Linked DNA regions of Zea mays: all the other regions are linked to region 3. A link is a contact called in public Hi-C data. All regions are on one chromosome and are shown on one strand. The core of a region is the stretch at or near the end of the contact, and the rest is flanking DNA. Distances in the headings are between cores, read along the strand shown.

Evidence for each region. A called contact is a pair of places that touch in the nucleus more often than the background predicts.
Region 1: a contact with region 3 is called in a Hi-C map of ear, with 4 times the contacts expected there. The contact joins the promoter of LOC111589328 here to the promoter of LOC100277796 in region 3. A contact is called at or near these places in 8 of 25 Hi-C or Micro-C datasets (bundle sheath, ear, endosperm and 3 more).
Region 2: a contact with region 3 is called in a Hi-C map of ear, with 2.8 times the contacts expected there. The contact joins the promoter of LOC100383487 here to the promoter of LOC100277796 in region 3. A contact is called at or near these places in 2 of 25 Hi-C or Micro-C datasets (ear and endosperm).

The regions. Positions count from the first base shown.
Region 1 is chr5:184,104,591-184,109,310 of Zm-B73-REFERENCE-NAM-5.0, forward strand. It overlaps LOC111589328, which reads left to right and starts at 1,396. Exons shown (of 2, transcript XM_023300163.2): 1 at 1,396-2,122; 2 at 2,935-3,410. The coding sequence starts at 1,559. The coding sequence ends at 2,041. It also overlaps the pseudogene LOC100383738.
Region 2 is chr5:184,049,057-184,053,667 of Zm-B73-REFERENCE-NAM-5.0, forward strand. LOC100383487 reads right to left here and starts at 1,982. Exons shown (of 6, transcript NM_001176135.1): 1 at 1,580-1,982; 2 at 808-946; 3 at 510-696; 4 at 1-421. The coding sequence starts at 1,587. LOC103627374 (a long non-coding RNA gene) reads right to left here. Exons shown (of 2, transcript XR_553573.2): 2 at 4,142-4,611.
Region 3 is chr5:184,243,291-184,248,052 of Zm-B73-REFERENCE-NAM-5.0, forward strand. It overlaps LOC100277796, which reads right to left and starts at 3,178. Exons shown (of 1, transcript NM_001151275.2): 1 at 2,393-3,178. The coding sequence starts at 3,136. The coding sequence ends at 2,534.

The DNA.
Region 1 (4,720 bases), core at 146-2,645, 140 kb before region 3:
TAAGGAATAAGTTTGGTCAACTCAACTAATTATTGTATAATGACCTTTTCTTCATTACGGGTTTCATTGGATCGATTTTCGAACACAATCTGCAATTTTAGAATCTGATTATCCAAACACATAGATTCTCACGAACAGCTTTTCTGTACAGCTGGCGAACCAAACACCTAAATTCTACCCACCAGCTTTTCCCAACAGCCAGCTTTTCTCCACAGACAGTTTTTTAGAAAAGCTTGTCAGAAAAAAGCCGAACCAAACACGCCCCATATATGCTGACTGTCATAGATTCTTTCTTAAGCTTAGGTTGATCTGCTCTAACCGGACTATGTTCTTGCGTTAAGGAGTAATAGACATATATCTAGTGTGTACATTGAGTGTGGGAAGAGATAATGAAAAGACAGGAAATCGTACCTTCGGGACCAAGATGAACATTACTACATTAGTCGTGGTCACACACGGTGTCGACGTCATGTCGTCATCTCTAGAATTCGAGTGCCTCCTTTGTACTGAGCCTTCCTCATCCTTGTGTGTTTGGACCGTGAACAGGGACCAAAGATTTCACGCATTCATGAATGCCACTTAAATTCTGGACCAAAATATTTGTCTTCCAATCCTGTGTTTCATGCCAGAACTGAACACATAGGAGTTTGTTACTATTTTTGTGACAGAAAAGATTACAAAGAAGTTCATTGAAATCGATTTTGTATCCACTAGTAGGTGGCTTCACCAAAGCTCTTCCGGTCGATTTGCTAGAAAACTTAGAATATAATTTTAACTTCGAAAGTTGTGATTGAGAGGGCTGTAAAGATATCTGTATAGGCCAATCCCGTTCTGGTAAGACAAGTTTTCTAGTGGATTGAGGCGTAGATGAAATTTTGTAACAATTTGTATCAACTTTAGGAGCTTTCCTCAGTTGTATGCTTAATAACATAAAAAGTTAAACCCTGCATATAAAATACAGAAATTATCTTAGAAAAGCGTTTACTTTACTTAGATGGTCCATTCTCAGCGCTCTAATGTGTTCACTCCAAAAGTTAGCAGAAGCAATGGAGGTCGCCATCCGGCCATGGCCATAGCTAATTAGCTTGGAACACTGAACTTTCGGAGTCATTTGAAGTGCTCCTTTTCCGGCTGGACGTGGGTGCTCACTAATTGAGGCCACCTTTTCTCTGTTTGGTCAAAATCTAAAAGGGCCACAGCATAGTGTAGCACTTCGAGGAGATATTATCCAGACAATTACAAAAGAGCATCGTCGTAGTCTTCGGTGAAGCTGCACCTCGCACGCGCGACTGCCAGTAGCTGCAGAAGAAGCTCTGGAGCTCTAGCATCCCGCGCCGCCAGATCTTTGTAGGAAGAATATGCTGTGATCGTCTGACGTGACGCTGCTTTTTGGCCTCTTGCGCTGGAGAGACGTGAGGCCGATACGCGGACAACGCAAAGGCCACTGTACGTGTCGTTCGTTACCCGCCGAAACGGTACCCTCCTCCTCCAACCCACACCCAATCCGCTCCAGCCTCCAGCTCACCGTTCACCGCCCGCCCACCGCCACGCGCGCGACATGAAGGGCGCTGCAGGGTCGCGCTCGCGCGAGCCCGGGGACGTCGACGTGGAGCTGCTCAAGGCGGTGGCGCAGGCGTGGTACGCGCAGTCGGGCAACCCGCGGCCGTCGTTGCGGGCCTCGGGGACGGGCGCGGACGACGACGTCGCCGGCGCCGGCGCGCGAGGCCGCGCGGGCGCCGCGCCGCGCCGCCCGTCTCGGTTCAAGCTAGAGGCCATGGCGGCGGCCGCGGCATCGGACGCCGCCCGGGCCCGCGAGAGCTCGTGGGACTTCGCGCAGTCGCTGTTGGACACGTACGAGCTCGTCGCCGTGGCGCGGAGGCTCGAGTCCGTCCTCGACGTCGCCGGCCACGACGCCGCCGCCGCCGCGCCGCAGGAGGGCGGCGCGCGGGGAGCGGGGACGCGGCGCAGGGAGAGCGCCCGCAGCCTGAGGAACCTGTTGCTTCGCTCCACGTCAAGGAGGTTCCAGGAACCAAGCAGCTAGCGTGCTCTCACCTCTCAGTCACTGTATATGGCTAAATGTTATCATGAGATTTAAGAGAAAAAAAACTTCGCAGTTCACAAGGTTATTTTTTTTCTTTCTCCCACACCTAAATTTCTAAACCTTTTGACTAACAAAGCGTGCATATGTCCATACATTTGTTGCCCACTATAGTACTGTAGAGTGGACTGTTGTAGATAACTTTGAGGCTCAACTCAAATAAAATTGAATCTTCTCGTCTCTTCACTGTCTATCATTGTACTGTACTCCACTCCATCTGGGTGGATCTATATACCAAACTCCACTACCCTTCCCTCCTCCCTCCATTGTCACCAAAGCCAACCGATTGGAGCTTGTATGCTACACTAGAAAAAGTAGCGCCCTATCGGGCGCTGTATCACATATATATATATAGTATGCTGAGTATTCAACTTATACTGAGAAAGAGTGAGTAATACAATGATCGATAGATACATAAGCTCACAATCTCAGTCATGGTAGATGCAACCTGATGACAACACTCAACTATTGTCTGCTTATTCACCTGTCATCCAGTGTAGTGAGGTTCTAGGTAGCATCAGCATGCCCATAATTGTAGGTCACAGAAGCCAATTGCGTCATCATCATCTGATTTCATCACAAGGCTTGACCACGGTGGAATCCAGCTAGCAAGTTATTGGCATCAAGAAGAAAATGTAAATAGCAGTTCTAACTCAATTTCTTATTCCCATTCTTGTGACTTGTTTCTGTTTTACCTATGTCACACTTCATAGCTACTATTGTCTACGGGCCATTATGGATATTTCCCCACTTTAGCATATGCCGGTGACCATACTATTTTTCTTTTGTGTAAAAAATATCAATTCACTGATATTACTGTGTGTGGTCTTATGCAGTGATTACTCAATGCAGCTCAATGCTTCTAGAATTAAAGTCCTTCAAGCTCAGGATGATTTGGTAACAGATATGTTGAAGTCAGCAAGCAAAGAGCTACTGCGCATAAGTAGAGATCACCTCACTTACAAGAAGCTTCTCAAGACACTTATTGTTCAGGTAAGCAGAACATAGTTTGCATTCTTCTCTGCGAATATGAAGCGTGAACTTGGTGCAGCTCCTGCAAGCAATAGCTCGTTTTAACTGAACGCAGAGAACAAATGTTGCAAGAAAAACAGGTTCTTTCTGTTGTGCTGTGTATTCCATTTTGAGCTCATTTCGTGGTAGCTATGGACTGACAGTCTGTTAGAGTTCTCATTGCTGGAGATAACACCAATCCAACCAAGTTGAATATTGCTGAAAATTGGCTGTTTTGGCTAGATATTTCAGATGATATAAGACTATTCAGTTTTCCATAAAAAAAGTTGATGGTTCTGTTCCTCACCCTGAAGAATGACATGCTTGAGTTTGGGTAAATATTCAAGTCATGGCTTTTTTTAATCATGCTTTTGGTGCAACTTTTTTATTGGACTTGTAAAGTAATTGTAGCGGTTCACACTGGATTTGGTATATGCATTCAATATACATGAGTAGAGTGTCTTGGATATGGCTTCACACTAACCTCTATTCCATTCTTCAGTAATTTGAGCATCAGTTAACACAAATTTTTATCTGAACAGAGTTTGCTGCGCCTGAAAGAACCAGCTGTGCTTCTGCGCTGCAGGAAGGAGGATCTCCAACTTGTTGATTTAGTTTTGGAGTCTGCAAGGAATGAGTATGCAAATAAAGCAAGGAACCAGAACAACAAAAACACGCTATTCGTGCCTATTACCTAAACACCATTTCGGGACCATTCTATGCACAAATGGAACATCACGATGCTTCAAAATCTACAACTATGCAGGCAGAAACACTTGTAATCACTCTCTTCATCTTTACACCAGCAACGTTCAATGCAGGATGATGCACAACATGGGCATGGGGGAAGAGGAGCGAATGGGCACTAACTTGGATGGCCTCCCACATGGTGTATCTGTAGGGTGGATGAGGATGACCATGATCCCCCGCACAAACCTGTAGTCCACGAGCTCGGTAGTGGAGATCGCGTGTGTGTACCAGGCGTTGAAATCTACGAACTGTGGCAACACCTACCCCTCCATGTCCCCGTGGCGGGTCTCCGCGGCCACCGGCACTGTCTCGCACGCTCCACGGAGTCGCGCTGGCAAGAGGATGGCGAGCTCGAGCGGAGTGACACAGAGGAGACCACGACGAGGAGGAAGCAATGGAGGGAAAGCTCTGAGCTGGTGACGGTGGTGGCAAAAACGTGGTGACAACAGGGGTACCAGATCTAGGCAGCAGAAGCGAGCGTATTTCAGAGCAGGAATTTCAGCGGGGGAGGAGGTCGGAGAGTCAAAGGCGATGGCCATGGCTGGGCGGGGGAGAGGGAGGGAGGTGGGCAGGTGCGCTAGCGTAAGCCACTGGGGGGAGGCGTTGGCCATGGCGCGAGGGATCTGGGATGGGAGGGAGATGGGTGGGTGGCAGGTGCCCTAGCATCCGAGAAGCCGTTGTCATCGGGGGGCGATGAAGGATCGATCTGACAATGGGGAGGGGGTCTGCGATGGTAGGGTCGGCGGGTGTGCGACGGCCGACGCAAGATCGTCATGGCGGCGGGGGAGCAGGTCTAGGATGGGAGGGATGGAGGTGGGTGCGCGTCTACGCGAGGGACTGTGACGACTGTCGAAGCCTGTA
Region 2 (4,611 bases), core at 732-3,231, 200 kb before region 3:
GTCTTTGGAGTTTTCGGACCAATCACCGAAGCAGGTGCACCAGGTTCTTCATAAGCAGTTTCTGTTTCAGAAATTTCCATACTCTTATTTGGCAACTGACAGAATATTTTAGATACTACAAGTTCCCCGTCCTTTTCGTCTTCCTCTTCTCCAAGATGATACTGATGCATTACCCAATTAGCTCTATCAGGCTTTCTGCCTCTTTGCGAAATTTTGTACAGCACCATTATTTTCTTCCAACCTTTTATAACACCATTTTCATATATGGCTTTGGATCTCCCTGTCTTGTGCCATCTCACATGCTCATCAGAAACAGTGTGATCACTGCAGTTGATGGTCCTTCGACGTTTGCGCTGACCACAACCATACGCTTTTGAAACTCTATGAAAGAAATGAGCATTGCTACCATCTGTTTTCATACCTACGAGGTCAATAAATACCAAATTCAGAATGTGAATATAACAACAGATTCATAAATAACTACACCATCTCAAGACATGATTATATACCAGGAAGATTTTCAGGATGTGAATAGCAGATTCCCTCATCATTGTCTATAGTTGGAATAAATTCATCAATGAGCACATGTGGTCTTGAATCTCCCAGGCCAACTTTCTGTTCTAAATGTTCAAGCAACTCCAATTCAGAAGGATCAAACTTGACTCCAGCAGGCAACCCAGGCCACTGCATGGCAACCTGCAGAATTTGAAATGCAGGAAAAACTTGCTCAGATATGTAACATCTACGACATGGTCTGGAAGCCAAATGCCCCTTCTCCAACAACCTAAACAGAACAAATGTACTTACATCGCTGTTATCAATAATATAACTGCAGTTTGGGCATTCCCTCCGTGCTTCTGCAACCAGTTCACTTATATGGTGATTAGCGCCAGGATTTGTGTACCTTATTTTCTTAGCAATTCCCCTACAAGTTATCAGCCATGACCTGTAACAAAAGAAGCATATTGGTGCTTGTTTGTCCCAGAAGTACTTCCACAAGATAATTTGAAGACAAACATGCTCAGATACTTAAAATTTATGTATTTTTTTAGCTACACTAGTAGTCTATGTGTAACAAAAACATGAGTTATTTGATGCCCCGTTATTGATAATAAAACACCGGCAAGACCAATTGGTGGCTGGACTCCAGTGGTACAGCATAGACTGAAGAACGCAACATCAACACTACTAAACATTATCGTACATGTTGTGACCGCAGGAAGCAAGCCGAGCAAAAATGCTTGTCACACATCAGGGCAGGGCAATAGGGCATATGCTCTGTTTGTCTGCTTCTTTTCTTGTGTTTCTTATCCCCAATCCGGGCATGGATGGCAAACTGATCATGATAAAATCTGGCTCGGAGCAGTGTGCTAGTGCTACCAGAAGTAATCGTAATCCACGATCTTTTGAAGCTACACATCGGTACTACACTGTTGAAGACGGAACCCTCGCATCACTAAACCCGCGCCCAACCAAACCTGAATCCCGAATGCGCCGCGTGATCGAGGCAAGCCCTAACGACGATGTCGACCGAAAGAAAAAAAGAAAAAAAAAAGAAGAAGCGGACGATGACTAGTACCTTGCCATGGTGGCGCGCGGACTCCGGCCACGCCCTGTGCTGGCGGCGAGGAACGCCGGGCGAGGCGGCAGCGGCGGAACGGCGCCTACGCACTGGCTACCGCGCCCGGTCCGGTTGCGTGCACGGCCGGATTAGCCCCCCTTCTCCCCCACGTCCTTGCGCCGACCGATTATAACGCCTCCCACTCCCACTAGTCTCCACCCACACACTGGTCGTGGGTGTGCGGGGGAGGAGGGCTCGGGGAAGGCGGGAAAGCCCGCGGCGCGGCGGGAACCGGGAAGGCGATGAACTCGCGCTCGCGTTCGCGGGCCGGGAAACGCGGAGCCTGTCTGGTCGTCCTGTCCCTGCCCTAGTGCCCTCCCTGGTTGTTTCTCAGGGTCCCGAGCTCGACTGTTTGTCTCGGGAACCCCAATCGCTGCTGGCTGCTGCCAGCCTGAGTGCCTGCCCAGCCCTTGCAGTAACTCGGCGGGCGACCGTTGCAGCTTCCTTCGCCCTGACCCTTTCCTTCCTTGGCAAGCCACGCGCTCGTTTCGTTCGTTCCTTGCTTCTTCATCGAGGGGCCCATGTCCATGCCCTCGACGCCGCACCCCGCGAGCCCAGCAGGACGGGAGGCTCGGCCCACCTCACGCGCGGGCAAGGCCACTGCCAGCCCGTTTCCCTCCCTCCCGCCGCCGGCAACGTTTCTTATGGGCCGAAATATACAACGCCGTCTGCCCGTCTCTGCGTGACTGCGTCGTGGGCTCGTCGATGGAGAGAGAGGCGGCAGCATTGAGCCATTGACTCACGATCACGATGACGAAGATTTTTTTTTTTTTGCGAAAACAGAGAACCGCTAACCTCGTTTGGGAATTGTGATTCATCACGTGCTTGTTACCACGACACAGGCGTGGCAGAGTCCATTTGACAAGTGACAAAGAAAAGCGAGACGCCATCTCCAGCTTTTCGGTAGGACGACTTGGTTTGGCCGTCGCGCACGCATCTGCTTCCACCCAAGTTTCGGCCTACTGCATCATCCCTTTGTCTTCGTCTCGGCGTCTTGCCCTGCAGCCTGGATCGATCGAATCCGAACAGTGATGAGTTACAGTACGAACAAGGAACGGGCCGGAAAAGGGGTGGACTACGATCGCCTGTTTCGGTCGTGCCGTAGTCGTACCAACCGATGCTGCGTGCGCGGTGCGCCGGTGGTCGTGCGGTTGAACGACTCAAGTGGCCGGTCAACACACAAGCGATTCTTAAATTACACAGAATAATACTGGTGACTGGTGAGTAGTATACAAAGAATAAAGAGCGGGCAAGTGCTTGCTGTCAGAAATAAATGCCTGCCCTCTCCCCCCAACATAATAATATAAGTAGTGGTTGCTGTCAGAAACTTTTTCTACTGCAGGCCCGGCCAAACAAGACTGGTAGTAGCTGTCACAAAAAGTTTCGCTCCTCTTGCCAGTTGCCACCAGCGCGCGGCCACGGCCCATGGGTGGTTCGCTGCAATCAACACAACGGTGGTCGCGGCAGTACGACCGCGTGATGGAACGTTAGTTGGGAACCTTTCCTGGTGCGCGGTGTGCCACACACACACCACACCGTAGCACGACGACCGTGCGGACGAGTCAAACCGAACGCTATCTGCGGCGGCGAGCGAGCTCCGACATCCCATCGTGGAGGAACCGATGGATGGGGGGACCCGGCACGGCGACACGACGGGCGGCGGAACAGGCACCCCGAGACAAGCGAAGCGGTCGACGGACACGGAGCCTAGCCGGGCGGGCGGCGCCGCTCGCGGTCGTGGCCAGGTCAAGCATGGCAGCGACGCCGCATCTGTGTACACCCCGCGCCGTACGCGGACCACTTGTACGCGTAGACGACGGCCAGTGGAAAATTTCTGCGGATGACGGCGCCCAGCAACTACAAGTCTACAACTACAACTAGCTAGGTCCGCCCTGGTCAGCTCACCACGACACCACATATCTTGCACTTGTAGCACGGAACACCTAGTCTACTTGTATGGAATCTATGATCCTTGGTATCTCGTCTGGAGCAGATGCGCCGATTTATATCACTATTAACAATATATCATGTTCTTTGGCACAACTTTGAAGCAGCCTCCATTGGTTTCTGCAGCCCTAAATATAAACTAGAACTCGAGGCGTTACGGGCACCATATTAGGACAACGCAGAATCTGTGTTGAAAAAAGTTTTTAGTTTGAATAAATCTATGTTAAATCTGAACAAAACTATTTGATGCAGAAGTTGTTGTCTGAACCATGAAAGATGCTGTCAGAACCTTGTGCAAACACGGGTTTCAGGTTAAACATACAAAACATCAACTTCTTTGGTAACCTTGTGGAACCATGTGCCATACAAAACAGTAGGTTCTTTAGTCTGAACCATAGAAGCTTTTGTGGGACCTTGGGCATGCAAGCAGCATACAAAACAACACCTTCTATGGTTTCAATCTCGTACCAGCATAGAAGCTGCTGTATACAAAACAGATTTCAGGTTTCTACAAAGTAGTATGCACAACATACACAACAGGTTTCAGGTTACCAAAAAGCAACATACACAGCATAGAAAATAGGTTTCAGGTTGCCAAAAATACCACAAACAGATCTCACACCAGCCTACACAGGTTTCAGGTTCAAATACAAGCATACACATGTTACAGATTGTCATCATAGGACTTGTGTAACCACACATAGATATAATTCATTGAATTCCTAAATCACATACTAAGAACAGCTGCTTCTTTGAGTGACATTGCCATCTCTTGGATATTGTGGCTTGGGAAATGGTTGCAAGGCCTTGAGGGGATCAAAATAAAACTGACAAGGCCACTGATACATTGTGAACATAGCATGCCCCCATAGGGCCACCGATGCTACACAAGCTTCTTCCTAATATCATTTATTGACTGTTGTTTAATCTATATTATATCTCGCTAGTCTACATGTCGAGTGTTTATAAACTGGAGGTCCGTATTTTTACTGTGTTTTTTTCTAAAAAATAAACAATACAACAAAAGTAGGAAAAATCCTGTT
Region 3 (4,762 bases), core at 1,928-4,427:
TCGATTCTGACATCTTCAACGGATACTTCTGACAGATCAACGGCTATCTGCCTCGGTGACACCACGCGGACGGTCCGCCCTTGGTCCCGGACGGTCCGCGCCAGCTATATAATTCCTTTTGCTCAACTTGTCACCTTCGGGCTGAACCAGGTCTTCACCTGCGGACTGTCCGTGAATTATAGCCGGACGGTCCGCGCGTTGTAGCTGGACGGTCCGTGGTTTATTCGGACTGTCCTTGATTTATAGTTCCTGGTCGAAGTCAAAGCGGTGTCGCGGACGGTCCGCCGCAAGGGCCCGGACGGTCCGCGCGTGGTCTCGGACGGTGCTTGCTCTTCCATCGGACGGTCCGCAGTAGAGACACATGTTTTTGCATTGGTTCTGTCCGAGGTTTATTTAGGTGTCGCGGACGGTCTGCCGCAAAGACCCGGACGGTCCGCGCTTGGCCTGATTTTCCAAAAAGCTTCTCCTGTCCGGAATAATCTACGGTATTCCGGACAGTCGATTTAGTATAGTTGTAGATGAACCTTTGGCACCTGTAGAGCATATAATCTAGAGCAAACTAGTTAGTCCAATTATTTGTGTTGGGTAATTCAACCACCAAAATCATTTAGGAAAAGGTTTGAGCCTATTTCCCTTTCAGAAAGTCCGCAAACTTAATAGTTGTAGAAGAAACATGCAATAAAAGGGCATGAAAGGAACCATGGCCACTTTCATCCCGACTGGGAAATTGAAACTTAAAATGTTCTTTAAATGTCGCTTTTCTTTTAGTGATAGACGTGCGTATGTGACTGTCAAAATCTATGTTTTGGGGAAAGTATTATTGTATTAGGTACAAATATTTCTGGAATATGTTATCTGAAAATATTGTTGCTGGGTTTGTTGTGCGAAGCAATTTGATATGAACAATCCTATGTTACTTCTCAAGTCTCAAGTAATCAAGCAGAGATGGTTAGGTAGGTGTATTTCTATTTAGGCATTGTATCGTTGATGCAGTAAATTTTTTATGGAGTAAAGATAAGAAGAAAAACGACAACATAGTAGCCATTAAATGGAATGCTAACGACATCAAGAAGAAGGTTACATTAACCGTTACCCACTGCCGACCCATGGTTGCATCGCAAAAAGAGAGAGAGAAGCTAGCAGGAGACTGGGTTCTGAACTCTTTAAAAAAATGTATATGCAAATCGTACTGTATCTGCTAGAATCCATGTCAGTCTAACACAAACGTCCTCGGCTCGATAAGTAGGAAGGCAGCGGCGGCCGTTTAAGCAGGAGGCTTGTCTACAACTACTGGAGAGGAAAAAACGAAATCGGCATGAACAAAAAGCTTACCAGTGTTTCGACGGTCGACGGGTGGAGATGGACTGAATGCTTCGCCCACGCTGATGTCGTCGTCCTACTCCGTACTGCGTGACCCCATGAAAGCCCGGTCCGGGATGAACAACAGAGAGTACCAACGAAAACTAATTAACAGACTAGCACGCGGCGGCGCCCAAGAAGGTGAAGAAGCAAAGAACGTTGAAGGAATCCAAGGCAAAGCAGATACTATTTCTCGCATATTCGTCACGTGCTACAGGAAACATGTGTGCGGCGACGGCGGCAATGCGGCGACGGCGGCAATGTCTGTGATGCGTGACCGAAAGGCGGGAGAATTTCGGGGATGGAAACCTTCGTCGTGCCGCCGCTCGACATATCTCTGTTCAATGCGTTTGGTTGGTAAAATTAATTTCTTTTCGCTGCTGGCTGCACCTTCTAGAAAGAACCGGCGTAGTCTATGTCTATCTGCTGAGAAATAGAAATTTCCAGAGGCGTAGGGAGCAACGCGCTCTATACTGAGTACGTGATGGAGTCAGCGAGGGATGGCGGCCATCGATCGGCTTGAGTAAGAAATGACGACGTGGATGGCTAATGAGGCGAGTTTTGGAGCAGCTTTAATAATATAGAAATATCGGCTTAAAGACAAGCCGAATTTTAAGAAGCAAGCCCAATTTTAAGAAGGGAGAATGTCAGGGACTGCCTGCCCAAACGGCCCAGATAGCTCAAACTACAAAGGCCCAGTAGAGGTTACCGGAAAGGGCATCCAAGAATTATTGAGAACCCATCTCGTTCTCCATTTCCAGGACTGCACATCTTTCTCCCCGCGCTTCCAGCTGCAGGCTCTAGCTCGTCTCCCTCTGTGTTCTAGTGCTCCTCTCCTCTATCCAGATTGTCTTGCTTGCTGCAAACCTTCCTTCTCTTGAGGTTACCAGTGAATCTAGTAATTCCGTGTACAAGAGAGAGGTGTGTGTGCTAACAGTCACTGATGGCAACTGAATAATAGATGCATAGAAAACTTTATATGGAGAGCCCGGAATACAAGCAAAATTGGGTACACGGCAGTAAAAATCTCATATCAGAACTTGATAACTTGCGTACCATTGTAATCACTTAATCTGATCATACTTCAAACTACCATAAGCAAGTAGAAAATCGTCGTCGAATTAACCACTATGAACTCAACGCGACCCCAGAAACAGAGATTGAGAATTGAGATTCAATTCTCAAGTCCAGGCACCTGCATGCGCCGGCTGGCCTCCGACTTCTTGCCGCCGAAGAACTCGTCGGGGACGACCTTGAGCTGCTTGCGCTTCTTGGACTTGGCGATCTTCTGGATCGTCTTCGGGTTGGTGACCCGCTGCAGCTTGGTGCCCGTGCGGAGCACGTTCTCCTGCTTCCGCTTCTCCCGCTCCTCGCGGGCCTTCCGCTTCGCAACCTTGTTCTGCCGGATCTCCTCCTTGAGCTCCGCCTTGCGGGCCTGGTACGCGCGCTTCAGAGACTTCTCCCGGACGCGCTGTTCCAGCGGGATCGGCTTCCGCGACACCGCCACGGCCGACGACCGCCGGGTGCGGGGCTCCTTCCACCGGCGCCCCGACAACCGCCCTGCGATGACGCCGTCGTAGGTGGGCTGGCCGAAGGAGGCCGGCTTCGAGGGGTCGGAGAGGGAAGGCATGGCGCGGAGCTTAGACGGCCGGGGGGCGTCAGCATCGAGGTCCATGGAGTCCGCGGCCGCCGCCGAGGCATCCTCGCGGCGCTTGCGCTTGCCGCGTTCGCCGCCGAGGCCCTCATCCAGGCAGCGGAAGTCAAGGTGGGAAGCCATGGGTTTGGGAGGGAGGAAGCGGCGCTAGGTTCATTAGGGTTTGTGTGATAAGTAGTAGCAGGCAGCAGCGGATGGTGGCTGGATGGATGGGCCGGGCTGGGACGAATACAAACTTGTCAGCCTGATAGCCAATTTTGCCTGGGCGCCGGGCTGTATAGAGAATCTCTTGTATCTGAATTCTGAAGGTTAGCACTTCTTAGCTCATCTCCAACAGATAGCGTATATAGATAGACTAGTATGCAATATTGTTTTTAAGTTAATTTTTAATGCTTGTTGTAATTTATATATTACCAGACGAATAAAGCGAGTGAGTTTTTTTAAGATGATACAGAGCATGAAAGACGGTATAGAGCACATCAGATTTATATAAAATAAAATAGAGTTAAGTGAGTTGTGGTAGAATGTAATATATATATATATGTTGCGATATTTGAAGCTATCTTGTTATATTTACATGAAATGTCTTCAGAAGAGTTGAGCAGTTATATATAATTATATAGAGGACATTCTACAACCTAAAAGGCTGTTGATAATCTTAGAAAATCTTCAATTCTTGGAAGATCTAGTGTCCGAATTTTCTTTGATGTGCAGGGGTCCATGTTTGAATCTGTATAGTTGGGAAACAGAGAATTTTAATTTCTTCGTTTATGGAAGTAGAAGAGAAAGGGATGAAAGTGTTCGGCATAAATGGTTACCACAATTAATATCTATTTTCTATTTGCATGAATATGTGGTATTAAATTTTGGATAAGTTAAATATGAGGAAAAATTATGTGTGAAAGAAATATAGTTTTGGATAAATTCACTTCTGTAGTAGCAATAATTACCAAAGAAAAATGGAATGATGCTTTTATAATAGATAGAAAAAATACATGTAAGATATTGTGTAGCAGAGTATAACATTTTGGGTGGAGAATCAATTGTAGTTGTTGAACCTTTTCCCTTGTCGTCAAGTATTGCATCATGTTGTATATGTAAAAATTATTCATAAAGAACTGGCAAGAAGATAATGGTAATTGTTAAATGTAAATGAAAGTGTGAAGTAGTATTATCTATAACTGTGTCTATTAGTTATATGTATCGAAAGATGGATAGCTAGAAAAGGAAGCAATAGATTTTGTTGGGCAATCGAATTTTAACATAGTGCAGAAGATAGTTTAGATTTAATAACAACGAATGTTATCATTTATGATAAGAATAATTTATGTTACAATCTGTTATGGAACAATATGTTGTTGTAATTTTCTTCAATCTCATCGTACTAATATTATCTGTTACATATGAATTGTGCACATGGAGTAAATGATAGTGTGTAGAATGGAGTGATTTCAGAGAATTAGACTGTGTCAATGTTATTTGTTATACGAATTGTGTATATATATATATAGTAAGTATTTGTGTGAACGATCATAAACAAAGAGAAATACGGAATAACGTAAGGAGAATGGTGGGAGTGGCTACTGCTTCTTTCACTGCTAGACGTCGGCTTCTTTTCGAGCTCTCATTTTACATCTGTGTGATCTTCTTTCCCTCGAGCGAGCAGCGACAGCAGGACGACTCGTTGATCGCTCGCTCTCAGGAGCCTTTACGCGAGAGCAAGTCACCATTGTGTTCTGATATTTGACA